Linked DNA regions of Mus musculus: region 2 is linked to region 1. Evidence: chromatin contacts called from public Hi-C data. All regions are on one chromosome and are shown on one strand. The core of a region is the stretch at or near the end of the contact, and the rest is flanking DNA. Distances in the headings are between cores, read along the strand shown. Region 1 has its middle 15 kb from the start of Gm35446. Region 2 overlaps Ica1 (islet cell autoantigen 1).

Region 1 (4,828 bases), core at 1,221-3,720:
ATAACTCAATATTTTACCATCCCAACACCTAGTCTCTCTTGTTCTCGTTGTCTCCAGCTTGTCTGACTATGCTGTCTCTTGTCTCTATTCTCTCCCACTCTCACACTTCCCTAGACCTGGCCATGTTCAGTCTACTTTAGCATCTCTACTCTAGAGCGTTCCAGATGCCTCTTGTTTGTTCTCTCTCTTATGCACAATTAAAATGTTCCCTAATAATGGAGCAGTCATGTCGGCAGTTTCCTTCCGGCAGTCCCTCGAATGCAACGTTCTTCTTCTCCTTCATAAACCATACGAAGAATTCAGGGCCAGCTCCTAACAACCTCATTTGAAGCCAAAGTAGATGGGAAAAGCTCATGAGACCTCAACTCCATACAAAGAACTATAGGCAACTGAGGAAAACTGGCAGTGACCCAGGTGGTCTTCTTCAAAGAGCACAGCAATTGGTTGTTCAGTCCCAAACGGTCAGCCATATATATGAGTAACATTGTATGTACTGAGCAGGTTATTTTTAGAAATATATGTGTATACATATACATGTATACATGCCATAACAATTTAAAGAAAAAAAGGCATGAATTTGGAGGAAAATACATAGGGCAATATGAGAGGGGTTGGAGAGAGAAAAGGCCAGAAGTAGCACAATTATATTATAATCTCAAAAAATTTTTTAAATATCTAAAAAGTAAAAAAGGATAACCTCATATGAGACATTTTCCGGAGGAAAGGCATTAAGAACACAGATGCAGAAATGCCAAACAGAATTGTCTTAGGGTTTTACTGCTGTGAACAGATACCATGACCAAGGCAACTCTTATAAGGACAACATTTAATTGGGGCTGGTTTACAAGTTCAGAAGTTCAGTCCATTATCATCAAGGTGAAAATATGGCAATATCACCCAGGCAGGCATAGTACAGGAGGAGCTGTGAGTTCTACATCTTCATCTGAAGGCTGCTAGCAGAATACTGGCTTCCAGGCAGCTAGGATGAGGGTCTTATAGCCCGTACCCACACTGACACACCTACTCCAACAGGGCCACACCTTCTTTCTAACCATACCACTCCCTAGGTCAAGCATATACAAACCATCACAGGAATTCTGCTAAGTCTTCCTGTTTATCACCCAAAACCTTTCCTATCCATTCTTCTCGGAATTCATTACAGTTTGAGAAGGCCTAAACCAAAAATCAAAACTCTGAAATTCAGCTAGGTCTAAGACATTTTGAATACTAGTATGCTATCATAGTGGAAAATTTCATCCCATAAAACCTTGTTTCATGTACAAAATTCTTTTAAATGTTTTAAATTACTTTTAGATTAATGTATAAGGCATATACTAAACATTAATTAATGCCATGCTTAGACTTATTATCTACAGGTAATTTTTTTACATTTGTAAATTCTACAACCAGAAAAATAATCTAAAATCCAAAACACTTCTAATCCCAAACATTTTAGGAAGGCATAATCCCTTTTAGAAAAGGGATACCTGGCCTGGATAAAACATATCCAAAGTTGCCTAGGTTTAGGAGAAGGGCTGTTTATTTCCTGATGAAAGTTCCCATGTCAAGTAGAACTTAAGACAAAATTTTGTGCTTTTTTCTTGTTGCTTTGTCCTTACAGGAGCTGTGGCTGTGAAGCTAGGGAAAATGGAGAAAAGCAGTCTACCTGATGCAGAATCTTGGAAGCCGTTTCATTTGTGCTTGAAATCCGCAGATAAACTGTTATAAACTGTTGTCTCCCTGTGCTTGTCCATCACTAAAGGTATCAGAGACAATCAAAACAAAAAGCTGGATGAGCCAGGGGAAGGAGGATGAGCAAGAAGAATTTCTGATTGACTTCCATGAAACACAGGACTCTAGACCTCTGACTTTCCCAACCTAACCTATCACCCACCCCCTAAGACAATCTATTCATTCACCCATTTAACTCAGACAAACTCATTGGGACACTTTAGTACACACAGGATACTGTGCTGGCTTCTGGGGATATAGAGAGCAAGACCTACAAGGCACTGGACCTTAGAAGAGGCAACCAAAACTAAACAAGCAATGTGGGACAGAGTCACTGTGGGGAAAAATGACCCTAGACAGCTCAGTCGGAGAAGGTCATGGCCCTTAATCAGAGACGTTAAGTTATGAAGAGCAGAGCAGCCATGCAAAACGCTGAAGAGGAGCCTCCAAGACTGAGGGAAGAGAAAGGGTAATTACTCTGCAGAAGGAAGGGGTCTCGTTTGTACAGTGGCAGAGATAATGAGAACAGGCATGGCGAATGAAGGGAACGGTTCAACATCTGTGTCCCACTATGCCCTGTCTTGTATGTTTAATGAGAGGTCATTGAATGTGGTTCACTACGATGGCTAAATATGTCTTCAATAAATAAAGACCACAGAGGCTGCCGCAGGAGAAAACATCCTCTGTCAAGAGTCACAGGAAGGGGGGTTGGGGGTGACTAAGGAAGACTGAGGGAGTTCTTCCACAGCTCTGTTGTGCAGCCCTCAGCAGACAGCAGCAGAATTACAGCGTTGGGAAGCAGGGTGTAATTCCTGTCTGGAACCCTTTGGCACGTTGCCAAAGAACTTGAAACTGATTTATCCTCAGTAGACTTTGTGTCTTTTCTGCTAGGTATGTGTGGCCAGCAAGCAACACCTGCAGCCATCTGGACATGCACATCGCTCCTCCTCCTGCTGCTGGCCTCTGCTGTTCAGCTCATGCTAAGAGTCTCTAGGGATAAGTCAGACAAAGATTTTGGTTTTCTGCTGGGGAGTTTTCCTCCTACGTTTCTTTGAGATGCTCCAGTCAAGCTACTACTTATTTTGACGTAACAACCGACAATCTAGATTTGCCTCAACCCCTGGCCATGTGCCCACCTGACATTTCTCTTGCTCTTGGGCTGACCAGCAGTTCTACCATATGAGAGTCTGCCGTCGCTCATCACCATTTGTGGATGGTGCTCCTGATGCACTGACATCAACTTCTTTTGACTTGGCTTCTGTCACTGAGGCACCTATGCACATTCCCAGTTGTTTTTTCACTGGGCCCCATTTTCTAGTTAGGAAGGTCTGGGGACTTCCCTGGGTGTATTTTCTGCCTACTTTTAATATGTCACTAGTTGATCCAAGATTGCTTTTGTCCCTTCTCCCAAGAGTCAGAGAGAGTTCCCTTTCCAATTAGATTCACATATTCCCTAATATTGGAGAATTCTCAAAACAGACATAAAAATGAGGTCTAGGCTGTGGCCTTTATTTCACACACGTAAAAATAATGTGTGATTACCTAAGGCTTGCAAAAGCTTCTTCAGTTCTTCATAATTACTCTTCAAATACCACTAATTGCTTCAACCTTTCATCTTGAACATGAAGCATTACTCAATGAACCACAGAAATGGATGAAGAGATTATATCTCATTGGGGGCAGCCACACTACTTATGCATCTCAAATGACAAGGTTTATGCTCTACACTCTCTGACTCCTTGCACATCTTTGTCTTGCAAATGTTGAGATAGATAACAGACACCAGACTGAGAAATGACTTCTTCACTATAACCTAAAAACTTAGACCAGCAAGGTTCTCTTGCCAATCTAAAAGTCTAATAATATAATTTAAGGAACTAGATTCAGCAGAAGTAAAAATGACAATCCTGATTTGTAAGAGGCTCCCCAGTATTGAAGGAGAGGATGGAAATTATCCCATAAGTAAGTAGGCCTCTTTTGTAGAATGCAAGAGAAAGCATGCTTTCTAGGCCCCTGGCTTCCTGTTTACCTTTCTAGAAGAGTTGAAGAAGATTGGGTTTATAGCAGTATAATTGGAGGGGGTATAAGGGAAGTAGGGACAGAAAATCAAATGAGGAACTTGAACACATAAAATGAAAACAAACCCAGGAACATCAGAGAAGCAAGCATGTACTTTTCTAAGATGAAGTGGGCTGCCTGCGTTGGGAGCTTTGTTCTCTTGGCTTCTGCAACATTGAAGAGCTGCCTATGAGAGGCACCCTAGTGCATCAAGGTAGAGTGGAAAGATCAATGGGCAAGAAGAGCTGGAAAGGGTGCCATGAGAGGACCAAGGACAATAGGTTTCTGTGTGAACTTTCCTCCAATGAAATCAAAGACCCAAGAGTAAATCAGTGTCCTGAGTGTGGATTGGTCAGCCTAGTTAAGAATGGACTAACCTAAAAATGAGCCCTACTCTAGGCAGATAGCATTGATGCACTTTTGATACAGAGGGCTAAACCTCAATTTCTTTTCCCCCATGGCAAGCCCTTGTTTCTCCTAAGACAAGCTTTCTCAAGTAACACCTCACACAAAGGAACAGATATTGTATTCCAGCGGAAAGGACAAATGCTTTGTAATCCAGGACAGGAAGCATTAGGTAGGAAACTTGCCACCTAGAGGAGGAGGGTGTGGCTGGACATCAGGGAGGCTATAACTATTACATTATCTGAGAGAAGAGCCTGGCTGAAGGCAAATCCATTGTGATGGCTGGGTTGCAGCTCCCTATGCCTTAAGTGGGCCAGGAGATTGGGGTTAAGTGAGAATGTGCTGTCCCTGGTACTTGTGCCAGTAGCTAGAGAACACTCATTAATCATGTGAATAACTTATTAAGGCCCTCAGTTCCATTCTGTGAGAGCTCATTTTCTTTCCCTAACATTGGAGTGCTACCCAGTAACCCAGTGTGAAATGACTACTGAATTAGAAGGATAGACAATAAGGAAAATTACAAATGACTTTCAGCAGTAATGGAAAGGGCAACTGGTAGTTTACAAATAATAGGTGATAGCAATTGCAAAGCAATTCTGTAGAAATTCATGCATGGAGATGTATATACATTTTA
Region 2 (4,828 bases), core at 1,637-4,136, 780 kb after region 1:
ACAAAAAATCAAGGAGGCTCAGGTTGAGTATATCAGAGCATTGCCCAGGTAATAGGATCCTGTATCTACACAATGAAAATCTAAAAGATTACCATTATTTAATAAAACATCAATTTGTTAAGTTATTACCATACACTGTTACATACAAAATCTATCTGCTGTGGTGCTGTTTGTGCTAAAAACATATTCAGCAGGACTGGAAATTTGGCTTACCAGTTAAGAGCAAATACAGCTCACAGAAGACCAAGTTCAGTTCTTAGGCCCCATGTCAGTGGCTCACAACTACCTGTAACTCCAGCTGCCCCTGGCCTGAACTCTCCCCTGGCCTCTGTAATCACCTGTCTGTGCACATACATACATAGGCACACACACACACACACACATACAGTTAAAATAAATCTTAAAAAAAAAACATTCTGGAATACTCTAAACCATGTTCACTCAACTAAGACTTCACATTCAGAGTGATTTTATGGGGTTTTCCTGCCTCCTTCACATTGAGGAGAACTAAAGTGTGACTTCATGTAGCTGGCAAGCAGCTGTGAAAGCAACGCCACTGTGGAAGAGGCCACCTTCCCAATGAGCTGGTCGCACCTCATTAAATCAGTGGAGACTGCTGACTGCTAGTCTATGGTAGACACTTTCAAGCATTTGCATTGTTTTCTTGATTGTTTATACTGGTGTGTGTGTGTGTGTGTGTGTGTGTGTGTGTGTGTGTGTGTGTAAGAGAGAGAGGGGGGGAAGAGGTGGAGGGATAGAGAGATTGAGACAGAGACTGAGAGATTGAGGAAGAGAAAGAGAGGGGGTTTAAGAGAACAGTAACTTAAGGTGCTATATATGGATCCTTTGTGGGGTCATTTTGGTATGCAGTCATACAGACTGTAACTGGGTAGTCGTAAGATAGAATAGCAAATGTGATTAATAATAGTAACCCTCAATGTGATCTGGATTTTAACACTGTTTTTCATAGTTTTGGTACATAGGCACACTTAAACGTTTTCTCACTGAAATCAGTGAAACTTACAATCTAAACATTAGAACATTTATTCTCTGATTTGCCAGCAATCAATTATCCATATAATATTGAAAGAGGCTATGTACACAAAAGAATTATCTACCAAGGGGGTTATAATGCACTTGTTTTAGAGCTTTTCTCTTTTTGGTTTGTTTGTTTGTTTTAAGCATTAAAGGTACAATTCAAGATTTTAAGAAAATACTTTAAAAAAACTTAAACTGTGGTAGAGAACAGCTGGCAACGGCAATATTCAATTATGACTGCTGCCACTGCATACAAGACAGGGTCCAAATATAGCAAGAACCAGAGTGTCCAAGAATGGGGCCACTGAAACGCATGTACACACTGCCAGCCCCCCCCCTTTAATGCCACCTTTCTTGGGTTTCCATAGGAACGCTCATGTGAGTTGCCAATCAATGGCTTGATCTTGGATCACAGGGAGGTAAAGCAGTAGGGTAAACAGTAGGGGAGACAGGCAGACAACTGGAGTAAGTGAGTTGCTGAAGCCAACATAATCTTGTTTTTGTCGTTTTGTTTGTTTGTTTGTTTTTTGAGACAGGGTTTCTCTGTGTAGCCCTGGCTGTCCTGGAACTCACTCTGTAGACCAGGCTGGCTTCGAACTCAGAAATCCAACTGCCTCTGCCTCCCAAGTGCTGGGATTAAAGGCGTGCGTCACCACTGCCCGGCACCTACATAATCTTGGAAACTACCTGCAGAGCTTTCTTTAGGTATAATTCTGTGTGATATTAATGGAGACATTTTCTTGGGCTTGTTCATAGGGAAGGAGAGATTGAGTCTCTTCTCTCTAGCAGCAGCGGTGTGGCACAAACGCTCAGAACTGGTGTTTGTTTGTTTGTTTGGTTGGTTGGTTGGTTTTAAAGGCCAGATACATTAGTTGAGGTTGTGTTTTGAAATTCATCAGCTCTGTCACAATTTCCTCTGTACTGGAGACTGTCAAACTTTGCTGTATATCAGAATCAACTGTAGATCCATTTGAAATGTAGAGGTAGAGTTTGTGGGTGTGGGGGCAGGGTCTAGATTCTGCTCTTAACAGGCTCCAAAGTGATGCTCCTGGCCTCGGGCCTGAGGGGTGTGGTCCTGCATCACTACCTCTAGGCCATTCATTAGCCCTCAGAGAGCAGAGTGGGAACCCTTCAAGCTGGTCTCATTAGATTCTTGCTTTAATCAAATGCTTGAAAGGGGATCAGCCTGATTGTTATGAAGAACTTGAAGGTCAAATGTAATCACTCACAAAGATTGGCATACATATTGCCTCCCACAGAGCAGAAGACAAACAAGATTAAATACCAGGGAAGAAAACAAATCCTTGCTGCTCTCTATATCCGAGGGAAGTGGGGGCCAGCTAAGTAGAGAGAGGAGTCCCTCAGGTTTAGGCTAAAGGGTTCTAGACTGCGCAACTTCCCCATGGGGAAGAAGCGGGTCCCAGATTCTCTGGGGGTCTCCCAAAACAGAGCTTCCAAGAAGGCCGCACACACACACCTTTGCTGGGAGGAAAAGCAGAGGGCCTTGCCCGTGGCTTGCATCATTTTTCCTGCTCGGGTTTTGTCTTGGAAGCCTTGAGATCGAAGAAACTTTCCCAGTTCATTTTCCTCTTGAGACAAGACTGGTGGAGAAAACAGGGAAAGAGGAGGTGAACAGGTGAGGATTTCTATGACCAAGAAAGTGAGGGAGACAACTTACAAGGCCCTCTTTCTTCTGGGGCAAAGATGAGAGGAAATTAAATCCAAGTGGCAGGCTGCAAGGTAAGTCCCTCCCCCTCCCCCACCCAACCACTTAAAGTCCATTCACAATAGGAGAGATCAAATTCACTCGAACACATCTGTCAGTGAGTTGGTGCCCTGTAATCAGAACCAGAAAATGACCTCTGTGCTGAAAAGCGAGCCCACAATGTGCTGCCTCCAGCTGAAATGAAGGAGTTGGGTTTGTCAAGGCAGACAGACGGTGGGGACCTTTTGTGGCTGCCTAGAAAGCAGTGCTAGCTGCCTGCTATTACTCTCTCTTGCTGACTTCTGATCTCTGCTGCCTGAGTTACAGTCTGTCCTTTGTAAATCAACTCAAATCCCTCATCCACTAGGAAGCAAGTTGGTGTTGGACGTGGGGACGGAAGATGTGTTAGGCCCCCAGGTAAACCAGTTAGTAAATTTTCAAAATACAGAGCTGGAACCAAATCTGGATTGGTTCTACTTAAACTATTTTTAGAGCCAAGGGCAGATGGGGCAATTTAGTAAGACAGTGATTTGGCACATGCCTGCCGCCGTCTACAGACTGATTTGGTAGAAAAATGTAAAAAAGTCACGGAACTGTATAATCCTTTTGATATCACTCTTGTACCGTGAGGAGTACTACTGAGTGCACTCTCAGGAGGTAACAAAGGAGTCACAAAAATGATCAGAGCCATTATTTATAATAGCAACAATTTTTCTTTTCTAGAAACTGATTCAATATAACCCGAACATCCATGAAACCGCCAGAAAGGACCCCAAACATCCACCATCGTCAGAGCCACAAACACAGAAGTGTGCGGGCTTGCAACACAAGCACTCTACCATTGAGCTACATCACTGGTACCGTGTACGGTGTATGCGCACTAGTCACTGAGGCCAGAGAAGAAGTTCTTCCAGTTTGTGCCTTACTTCCTTGAGACAAATCTCTTAGTAAATATGGAGCAAGGCTAGAGGTTAGAAAGGCCCAGAAATCCTCTCAATCCTCCCTCCTCACCTCTCCCAATCTAGCCAGCTGTAGGGTAACAGGTAACATGGACCATACCCAGCTTTCTGAGTCCTGGAATCTGAACTGAAGTCCTCTTATTAATTTATTTTCATGCTTTGCTTGCAAAGCAATTGTTTTTTACTCACAGAACCGTATTTTTAGTCCTATCCTCAACTTCCCAATCCTTTGGCCTCTACCTCCTACATGCTGAGGATACAGGTGTGTATTCGTATATCATCTGTGTCTATAACCACATCTGAAGTGTCACTAGAATTCTTGTCCATTTTACACCATGCAACAGATCTGGTACAAGGGGGTTTATCTGGGGGAAGTGATGTAGCCCCTGATCATAACTCATGTCCTGCAGCCAGTTCTTCACACACTGTATATGCAGCATACTCAATAAAACTGTTTTCCACTGTGATCTGAAGGTTGAATTATTTCACTAACCCATCAGGCTCCCTACTCTTCAAATTGTACCCCATTATTAGTATCAATCTCTCCAACAACTACACAAAGTTGGATAGGAACCACAAGTCTAAAGAACTCACTGCTGCTTGCCTACATGTGACTACAGTTCTTGCGCTGCAGCAGAAAGTCCTGTGGCAGGAGGAAGGGTTTTTGGAACCCATTTAAAAAAATGAGATAACCAATGTCTCTTTTCATACTTCTCTCTCAAGATCCAAATTCTCAAAGCCTGTTGTGATGAGGCATGCTTATAATCCCAGAGCTCAGGAGGTAGAGGCTTGAGAGACTGAGGTCAGTCAAGGCTACAGAGAAGAGATCTGGTCTCAAAAATAATCAAAACCAAAGCCAAACAAACTACCACCATGATTAACAACAAACAAAAACAACCAAATAAATAAAGTTCACAGAACCACAGATCCAAGCCCAGCTAAAGGCTTCCTCTGGCTGAGACATGGTCAGTCCCAATTTTTTTTTCTGGACAGCAGTGCCCTTTGGGCTCATGAATTAGCCCTTGGCACAGTTGGGTGGCTGTCAGGGTGTGTGAGCATGGGCCTGTGTCTGTCTGTACCATGAGACTCTTCCTTCTTTGGCTTTTCTTTTTGTCCAGAAGAGCAG

The links. A called contact is a pair of places that touch in the nucleus more often than the background predicts.
Region 2: a Hi-C map of the N1E-115 cell line shows a contact between it and region 1, with 4 times the contacts expected there. The contact joins two enhancer-like sites. A contact is called at or near these places in 2 of 15 datasets of contacts at CTCF or cohesin (large pre-B cells and pro-B cells), 3 of 484 Hi-C or Micro-C datasets (B cells, the N1E-115 cell line and myocytes) and 2 of 115 datasets of contacts at active chromatin or transcription factors (differentiating embryonic stem cells and embryonic limb bud).

What each region holds. Positions count from the first base shown.
Region 1 is chr6:7,963,776-7,968,603 of GRCm38.p6, forward strand. No RefSeq gene overlaps it. Among named protein-coding and RNA genes, the nearest start is that of Gm35446, 15 kb to the right of the region's middle. Within about 2 kb of position 2,471, at least 14 of the 459 cell types and tissues checked have an H3K27ac peak or open chromatin away from gene starts, as enhancers often do. A contact at or near this core is called in the N1E-115 cell line, where this site is marked.
Region 2 is chr6:8,739,740-8,744,567 of GRCm38.p6, forward strand. Ica1 (islet cell autoantigen 1) reads right to left here. Exons shown (of 14, transcript NM_010492.3): 5 at 2,516-2,639. Among named protein-coding and RNA genes, the nearest start is that of Ica1, 36 kb to the right of the region's middle. Within about 2 kb of position 2,887, at least 26 of the 459 cell types and tissues checked have an H3K27ac peak or open chromatin away from gene starts, as enhancers often do. A contact at or near this core is called in the N1E-115 cell line, where this site is marked.